2 separate regions of the Oryzias latipes genome follow, and region 1 is linked to region 2. Evidence: chromatin contacts called from public Hi-C data. All regions are on one chromosome and are shown on one strand. The core of a region is the stretch at or near the end of the contact, and the rest is flanking DNA. Distances in the headings are between cores, read along the strand shown.

Region 1 (4,706 bases), core at 1,841-4,340, 37 kb after region 2:
TTGTGAAATCGATGACGTCATATCCACCGTTTAAAAAAAAAAAAAAGTAGTGAGCATTGCCGAAATGCTTTTAAAATTCAGAGCACTAGATAGTCCCGCACTATATTAGTAGTTAGGTGTTAGGGTGGGAATTCGGATATAGCCACTGCCATTAGGGGCACAGTAAATGTCTGCATTCCTTCGTTTTTAGCTAAATAAAGTCAGGATTGCAAAAAAATAATTTAAAACTTGAAAAAATTTCAATGAAAGATTTTAAAGTAATAAATGTAAGTCATCATTGAGGGGGGATGAGAGAGGGGGGATGAGATGCGCTCTTGTGTTGGGTTCTAACCTCGTCTGGTCATGCTGCAGAGAGTTGGGATCGGAGATGAAGAATCGTACTCTGAAGTTCAGATAAAAGGGGGACACGAGGCCTGTGCGGAAATGTCATTTCGTTAAAAAAAAAAAAAAAAAATCACAACCGCTGCCACATCACAACTGACGCTGCTTTACGGGTATTTTTTCCATCTGTGCACTGCAGTAGGTTTAGAAAAACCCACTGCACCTGTGCCTCAACAAGTACCCTACCTTTGATTTGCTTCTTCAAGGGTTTCTCAGGCTCCAACCATCTCTGAAAGCAAAAAAAAAAAAGATTCATAGTACATTGAGGCTCACTGCAGCTAAAAAACATTTATGTAAGAACGCCCTGTGGTTATCATCAACTTAACTGCAATCAGCTAGCGCAAGACATTACAATCTGTGTCCAAATGAGCGGCACATGAAGGGTAAGCTCACAGGAGAGTGTGTGTTGGCTGTGAAAGAGGCTATGGCTGTGCTGGATTCTCTGATCTGCAGACTGAAGAGCTGCCTCTCCTGCAGGCCCAGGTGGTCAAACACCAGGCTCAACAGAACCTCGCCTTCATCCTGCTTCTGAAAAATGGAAACAACAAATGGCATTACGCTCAGCCAAAAATATCCTGTCAACTCTCCTGGATATGACTTAGTCTGTTGTTGCTTTTGAAGGGGAATGGGATTAAAGGCTATAAATAACAGTTTGTAAAATGTCATTTATTCCAGATAAGATTTGATTACTTCAACAACAACAAAAAAACATTGTAGTTTAATTAGTCAAGGTTTTATTAAATGAGTCTGAAGGATATGCAGCCGCTCGTCTGCATCCGCTCCGCATTAAACCTCCCACTCCCTGTAACTGGAGTCATATTCCCATCACAAGTACTAAAGAACTAAAGTAAACTCATCTTTCAGCAGGAAACTCCATCATATTTGGTGAATTTGAACACAGCATTTTTTTCAGCCTTTCAGGATGACAAATCTTTCTAACAAAAAGAGTGATGGAGAATCCAGTGTGTAAAAAATGCTGCACCCTGAAAGTAATTCAGAGATGGCCCTTCTGCTGAGAGTGGGTGCTGTATTATGACATGCTGATGCAGACTGAAGATGTGACGAGCATATGCAAGCTGCAGGAGGTGAGAGTGACCTTCAGGCTCACAGTGTTGAGTTAGATGTGACTGGAAACAATGAATAAGACGCAGCTCCATCACTCATGACTATGCGACTCTGAGCGCTACAGGAAACGACATGCGAGGCAGCAGTAGACGGAGCTTAGGTGAGCTACGCACGCTGACTCTGAAGGTCTCGATGGTGCCGTCCAGCAGTTGAACTAAGCAGAGCAGGTCCGGTTTTGGCATGTCTGTTACCGCGGTAACTCTGCTTCCCTATCCAGACAAACGCCCTGCCATCGACTCCTCTCCGAGAGGGGACCTGGAGACACACAGACATACACAACAGCAAACGTCAGATGTTTCTAGGCTGCTGTCTTCCAATGAAAGTACCTCCCACAGGATGAAAATGTGTGGTGAGTAATTCATGTGCTGGATGGAGCACAGGCCCGCAGTGAGTAATACACTATGAATGCGAAGGAGTGACGTGCTCGAGTGTGTGCGTGTGTTTGTGTAATCTCTTATTATATGGCTTGGGTCTGAACATGTCCATTCCCTCTCACTCCTGCATCTCTGCCTTTTTGCTGGCAGCTGAATGATAAGAATGTTAAACATTTTCAGAGTCAGAGCCCGCCCTGGCCCCTACCTAGTGCACAAAAGCTGATATCAGACCGGCAGCCTGGAGCAAGCCCATGCACACAAACACACTCTCAAACGCATGTGTGCCATGCCCAATCAGAGAATATGCATGCAGGTGAGCATCTACACGCATGGATGCCAGCACGCTTACATGTGTCCTGTCTTGGTTTTCCAGGCGAGCAGATCTGGCCAGCCCGTCCGGCGCAGTTCCTGAAAGGTCACACAATGTTTGAGTTAATGTTTGAACGCAGAAACACACTCTGAATATATTAGTAGGAAAGCTGGCCCCAGCTGCATGGCCAGTTTTCCACAATAACCCCTCTCTCAGGGCTGGATCTGCAGGGAATTTACAAATAAATGCCCAGAAAAGGTAAATCCATCATCAAGTCATTTGGGGATACATTTGAATAAGGTTTAGATATTTAATTCAAAAGTTATATCAAATTGTACTGAGATGATCAACTTTTAGAATTCAAAAACGTATCAAATAACCATTTATAACAAAGAAAGTATTGAGAACATTTGCTAGTACCCGTTCAAACTTGAACGTCTCATGTAGTTCTCCTCGGTATGAGACATTTCACTGTCTAAACAAACCATAAGTCAAATTATTAGGCCCGTTTCTCGACATCCCAGACTGTGACTTAGAAAGTCTGCCGTTAACCTCTTTGCACTTTGAGCCACGGCGCAAGCGAGGGAACCTGTTGACAGCCTCAAATGTTCTAAAAGCTACACCCAAAAAAGGAGGAACACGCCACGGCTCTACTCGTAACATAACAGTTTTGCCAAGTTCCAGTTTTCTGGGGAGGAAAAACAGTTTCAAACGAGGAGAAAAAGTCTTACTACCTCCGTCCCTCCCGCTTCGAAGACAAGTCATATACCTGAATATTTCCGGCGTGAAAACGTCGGGTCGGGCGCGTCGCAAAAAGCCAGGTATAGCTAGGTAAATATCCGGGACAAGTTTCCCATCCCTGTCTGCGCTGACGGCGCAGGGCCCCGCCCCTTTGCCGTGCGCGCTCCCGACAGAAAGTTAAAGCGCGGGAGCGAGCTTGTAAAAAGTTGAGGAAGGACGTAAACAAACAGTATTTCCTTTTTAAAAGATATTTTATAGTACTTTTAGAAATTAAAAGACAAATAAATAATTGTTTAAAAACTGTAAAATACTATGTGTGATTAAAAATGAATAAACAATGTGAATTTTTATTAACTATATTATTGGTCATATAATCAAATGTTTACATCTGTTTTGTTTAAACACATGAATTTTATTTGTTTAAGGGGACAAAAACTGTTTACTAAAAAAAAACATTTGTTTAAGTAAAATATCTTGTTAACTAATACAAGTTTATTTGAAAAGAATATCTAATGATTTATAACGTTAATTTTTCTTTATGTAATAGAGTTGGAACAGTCCGTATATTCTCCAAAAGTAAGAGACGTGAATTATATTCAGGCCTCCTTTATTTAATAAACACATTTAATTTTTTATAAATTAATATTTTTCTGAAATAAATTTGTGTTATTAAATGTTATTTTTTATTAAATAACACCCATTCATTAAAATTGAACCACTCAGTTATTCAAACAGAAACAAATTGAACCTTTCTGCTATAGGGCTATTCTTTTTTTGTTTGGATGCTATGTTAATCATTGGGTTGAGATACTAGTTCTTGACAGTTGTTTTAGGACTGTTATTAGACAATTTTGTCTGTTGGAAAGTTTGTGATCAAAATAAAACCCGTCGACCCACTGAGGGAAGAAAAAAAGCAATGTAATAATGAAAAAATAAATCTCTCTGCTTTGTTTCCCAATGTTTTCTGACTCGCTGTGGCCATCTACTGGACATAAGCAGTACTACTGTTGCGTTAACCATTTTTCACATCAACGACCGTTACGTTTGTTCAACATAATTTTTCGGCTGATAAAATAATTGCTTCTAATCACCAGATATATTGTTGAAGCACACTTATTAACTTATGAGGATTTGTTTTTTTTATTTGATTCTGATTTTTAATTCTGATTTTTAAAATAATCGTAAATAATACCTAAAAAGTAATTAACTGTACTGCTGTGCCTCTTTCAAAAAGTCTAAATACATTAACAGTAGCCATGATAAATTAATAGCTATGTGAAAGCAGCACTTTTAATCCTTTATTTGATTCATTTAGCATGAACCTTGGATAAAGCAGTTGTTACCATGACGACAATCCATATATGAGGTTTATTTTAGACTGATGAAACAACAATCAAAATCAACTTAGTGAGCAACAAAGTCATTTAGACAATCAGCTATTTAAAGAGAAATACGTTGCAACTTTACTTTTGGTTAGCACCCTCACCTCAGTGAGAAGGCCCTGGTTCAAATACCAGCTGGAGTTTACATGTTCTATCTTGCATTTGTGGGTTTTCTGCAGGCACTCTGGCTTCCCACAGTCCCAAAACACATTTCATAGGTAAATTGATGTCCCCAAATTGCCTCTAGGTGTGCATGTGAGTGTGTGGGCCTGCGACAGACCAGCTTCTTGTTCAGAACGCTGCCTTTGCCCAACAGTAGCTCAGTATACTCCAGCAACCCAGAGACCCCAAAATGGATTTAGCAGTTTCTGTAGATGGATGGATGGATGGATG
Region 2 (5,070 bases), core at 1,189-3,688:
TGGTGGCATGTTTGCTCTATTTATTCTTAAATATTGACTATCACTAATTCCTTGGCCAATTGATAATGATCTGGAAGGGTTGGAAGAGTGTAAGCGATGCATTTTTTCTTTCTCAATTTGTGCACAATGGAACAACAGTGCTTACAAATCTCTAATCTTTTCAGATCAATCTCAGTAGTTATGGGGTTTAAGCTCAATAGTCTAGTGCAGCTCAGGTCTGTGCACCTTCTGTGCTTCACCAATCAGGAGCTTGCAAAAGCTGGGCAGTGCGTGGTGTGTAAATGTGTGCTATTCCTGTGTGTCCGTAGCTCTTCATCGTTACAAAATATGCTCTATTGGTGTTTAGCTGAAAATGCAGTGTACTTATTTAGAATGCTAAACTAAAATCACTTTCTTTCTTAAATGACTGGCTGTTGTCCAAAAGAAATTTAGAAATTGATTTTACAAAATTATAACATCAACGAAAAAGGAAGTACAAGTACACCTGAATTAAGTTGTTTTTCTGTAAAAAAAAAAAAAAATACTTGGAGAGCATTTAAAAAGTTTTTACTTCTGGGAATGCAATTTGTAGTTCCCATCTTTTGCCTCTATACTTTTCCAAAGAATTTACAGGAAAATATGAAAAGTCATTCTGCTAATTTTGAGAAAATTGAAAGTAGTACATATTTGACAGAAAAGTTCTATCATCTTGGAACCAACCTGGGAAAAATTGCAAAGACAATACATTCCAAACTAATTACTATGGGTGCAAATCCTCACCTGTACCAGATAAGGAGGTTTAAATCTGTTGTTACAAGTTTCTTTGTGCTGATAATCAAACAAATATCCAACCTAACCGTCAAGACTATGAAAAGGTTTGTCTCTTTTCTCACTCTTTCAGGTTTATCTCCTCCATCCTACTCCTTCACCCCTGTTCCACCTGTCTTGCCAGAGGCTGCTGCTCTTTACCCTCCTATTGGCCAGGTGTTGCTCACACCCCGCCCGCTCCCACCTGGACATGCCTACTACCCTTCGTCAGCTCAGCTGTACATGAACTACACAGCATACTACCCCAGGTAAACAGGGGGCAAATACCTGTGCCGATACTTTGGGAAGTTCAAGGACAAGTTTTCATGTTTAACCTGCAAATCTTTTTACTTTGGTTTGAGATTCCCTTCTTAGTTTTGCTTTTCCTGCAACTGTTTCCCTTCCTTTAAGCCAGGAAATTGGGAATTTGGAATCAGAGTGTGTGTTCCTTAGCAAACAGTTAAAATCAGAAGCAAAAATTGCAGTATTTTTTATTTAGGAAGTGATTTATTCAATCCTTTGCCCGCACAGATTCTTTCACCATACATGTTTGAACAATTAACAAATACTAAAAAAAAACACTCACTGTTCCATGCTTGTGTTCCCTGCAGTAATCACAAAATCCTCATTTGTTTTGCAATGACTTTCTATTTTGGTAAAAGAAAGCAAATGGTTTTTTTTGGGGCTTCTATTAATAAGTTTCCTAAAAATAAAGTTGTTCATAGTAGAAACAAAATAGACTTTGCATTCTGTTGAAGTGTATCTTACCAAGAAGAAAGCCTGCAACAAGATTAGTTAATAACTAAAGATTGTGTTATCAGAGGACTTGGTAAACATCAAATGACCTCTGTTTCTCTTTAGTAGGTCAAATGCCCTCTGCTGCTGTTTAGTAGGTCATTGAAATACATTTAGAGAAAACACCCAGAGCTGCTTGGGTTCTTTTTTTCCCCTTTATGTCCTTTGTTTATTGAAATGTGCAACTTTTTAAAACTTTCCTGGATAAATAGTCTTTGCCTTCTGCTTTTCAATATTTTTTTTTTTCCAGTCCGCCTGGCTCACCTACAACTTTAGGTTTCTTCCCTGCCCCCTCTTCTCTCTCTTCCACGGGAGGGTTGGTAAGAATGCCCGGCCTTCCCTATAATGGAAATGGAGTCAAAGACCTCATTAACGCGGTCCAAGGATACCAGGTAAGACAGTTCACTAACTTTAAAGTAGCACCTAAACTCACAAATGCTTTGTACTTTCACATATCTTTCTGTTCAACTTTAGTTTTCTGTTCAGACCTTTTTTTTCTGTTATGGGTGTGTATTGTTAGGTATTCATAATGGCTGCCCAGAGGCTATCAAACTAGTTTATCTTGTCCTCTCTCCCAGTCCTGTCACACAACTGCTGCTTGCTTCAACTTGAACTGCAGGAACTCTGTTTCCACTATTCAAATCTGGAAGACAGAACACTCTGGAGAAAAAAAAAAACCTGTTCATTCTGCTTTTACCACATTAGGAAAAACTCACACCAGGCCTTGCTTATTACTTCTGCTTACTCTGATTTTCTTGCTACCTTGTCACTGTTAGGACTTCATCTAAGGACTTAATTTGTCTCAGCCTAGTGACTGTCATTCCTCCCCCTCCCTCACACCACAGTACGCTCCTGAGGATGCACTCATGCACGCCCATGGGCCCGTGCACTCTCACGACCCAGCCAGGACTTTTGTCACGCAGCCCAAAGAATGGGTGTGCATTTGAGATGTCAGGCAGGTGGCAGGTAAGGATTGGCTGAGAATCCAGGGGAGAGGGGATGCATTTTGGACAGAGGTTTTAGTTATTGCTTGACTGATTTCTGGCAGGGATGACCTTCCTTTTCTTCATCTTCACTTACCGGTACCTCCAATATAGACAACATGTTAGGTTTTGGTTGACTTGTATGGTTTGTCTTAAACCATTTTAAGGAGTTTCTACTACGGTATTTCTAATACTGCTACAATGGGGAATTTTTGTTCTCTTAACCCTTGTGCTATCCTAGGCACTTTAACATTGGGAGTTGGGTCATCTAGACCCACTAGACAGCGCGCTGAACCTTTTTTCTTCAATGATTTGTGAACCTCACTGGTGTCCATGGATTACATGAAATCTTTCCACCTTTATCCACCTTTGTCATGGTAGGAATAACACGTCAAAGTAAGGGTGGGGTCATCTAAGATAGCACAAGGGTTAAAAAATCTCCAGTGGATGCACAACAGAGCTCAATAACAGTTCACTAAACCCCCTCCAGAAATGCACTTATTGTCCATTTGTACAAATATGGTAGCACTATCAAGCTTAAATATAATTTCATAAAGAAGAACAACAACTATAAAGACACAAGGTACACAGAATGAAATGGTTACAAGTTATTTTTGGCAAACAGACCCATAGCAGTAACTAGCTCATTTTTAAGAGATAACCATTAGCTGAAGCAACATTTACTTTTTGAATCCACATGACAACTAGTTTAGTCTAGCTGAGCAATAAGCAAAAACTAGCCAACAAATCCTTAGCAACCAAAAAAAAAAAAAAGATTTGTGACTGAACCGCTATCGTAAATGGCTGATTGAGGACCTTTAAGCGGCTTGGGGGGGATTCACCCTACATTACTGTCTCATTAAAAGCACTTTCAAAGAAAAACGACAATTAGAATCTGACTTTGTCTCGAATAAAAGCGCAGCGTGGAATGTGAAATGCACTCTTACTAAAATTACTCTTGAGAGCTTAGAATGACAAATGCATTTGAGCTTTAGTGGTCATTTCAGCATTGATGTTTTGGGAAAAAGTGAATTTACTGCATGATTGGTGAGACACAAATCCTGACATGGAATGATTTTATGTCAGTTAATAGTCCCATGTCTGCTGGAATGTAGTTGCACACTAGAGTGCTACAAAACTAAAAGAGAGGGGGTGAAGCCAACTTTCACTTGTTGGGGTTAATTTGTACAAAAGATGGATGGTAAAAAGTTTAGGTGACACACGGGATGAGGTGATGGGCAAAGTTTGGAATGGGTGGAAGTTTTTATCGTTACCTTTGCTTTGACGCTCTGGTCTGTCTCTTCCTGATCCCCTCCCACCAGGTTCCTGCAGAGTCCGTTTCTCTCCTGAGCAGCAGCCCGATTGGTCACTCCAGCGGAACAGACACCCCTTTCATGTCCATCCCCACTTTCATAACCAAACTGGGGGGCCAGTATTTGGATCTTACCCTGCTGTAGGGTCACACAAATACAAATTGTCATGTGACAATTTGCTGTGTCAAAGACATTTGTTGTAATATTCTTTTAGATTTGTTATTTATATCTTTAGATAATAAAAATAGATGTATTTTATACCAAATTCACTGTGGCCTTAGCCTAAATAATAGCAATTATTATCCTATATTGCACAATCTTTATTGTAAAAGCTTTATAGATCATTTTTTACAGCAGTTATGTTACTGTAATCATGTTTGTTAGTTAAAGTAGAGAAAAATGATTTGGTACCAACTGAGCTAAATCTTTTCTTTAAGCTTTTCTGTGAAGAGTGAAAATGTAAGTGTGACAAAGGTAAGAATGAGTTGTTTTACTACGATTCAGATGCAGTAAACTGTGTGTTTGATGTACACTTGACAAAGCACAGTTGTTGTACTGAAAGCTTTAGTGCATGAAGAAGTTTAGTAGAAAACTTTAAGATGTTTACATGATGCCAAATATAAATGCACTGCTTAACAGTCATACTGGAAAACAAACAAACAAAAAATAGCAGTATCTTTGAATGATAGCATTTGTTACTTAGAGTTAGATTTTTACATCATTTACAAAACTGTGACATCTCATGCTTCATTAACTTGAGCCTGTTTTCCGTCTTTGGTTAAGCTTCCCTGTTGTGTCCTGACGATGAGTTTTGTTTCAGCTTGGGAAGAAAACAGACTTCTTGGTAACCTATCTGCAGAATTCTTCCAGAGATCTTGAGTAACAAGTTTGATTAAAAAACTTTTTATTTTGAATTGTTTTTTAGATTTACCTTTTTTTATAGATAATGACAAAGAAAACACCGGAGATGTGTTTGGCCTGTTTTTGATCTTTGCAAAAGTTGAAAAGAAAACGCTGTTATTGTCATTTGTACCTTGCAAAAATGATGTATGTACTCTGAACATCTAGAGTTGCTGTTCTATTATGAAGTGGACACTAAGAAAAAAATCTACTCTAATAAACATTACATGCTAAGCTGTGAAGCCTCCATATATTTGACTTTGGTTTTGTTTGCTGAGCATTTTTTCTGTTGC

What was found. Hi-C and Micro-C count contacts between places; a contact is called where the count stands out from the background.
Region 1: a contact with region 2 is called in a Hi-C map of embryo, with 1.5 times the contacts expected there. The contact joins the promoter of ptpn3 here to the enhancer-like site in region 2. A contact is called at or near these places in 2 of 5 Hi-C or Micro-C datasets (embryo and fibroblasts).

Annotation. Positions count from the first base shown.
Region 1 is chr16:17,819,777-17,824,482 of ASM223467v1, forward strand. It overlaps ptpn3 (tyrosine-protein phosphatase non-receptor type 3), which reads right to left and starts at 3,091. Exons shown (of 26, transcript XM_023964169.1): 1 at 2,960-3,091; 2 at 2,230-2,288; 3 at 1,620-1,761; 4 at 775-909; 5 at 568-610; 6 at 332-413. The coding sequence starts at 1,688.
Region 2 is chr16:17,783,698-17,788,767 of ASM223467v1, forward strand. esrp1 (epithelial splicing regulatory protein 1) reads left to right here. Exons shown (of 16, transcript XM_023963997.1): 13 at 881-1,055; 14 at 1,832-1,973; 15 at 2,427-2,547; 16 at 3,887-5,025. The coding sequence ends at 2,528. Among protein-coding and RNA genes, the nearest start is that of esrp1, 8.6 kb to the left of the region's middle. Within about 2 kb of position 2,439, at least 2 of the 8 cell types and tissues checked have an H3K27ac peak or open chromatin away from gene starts, as enhancers often do. A contact at or near this core is called in embryo, where this site is marked.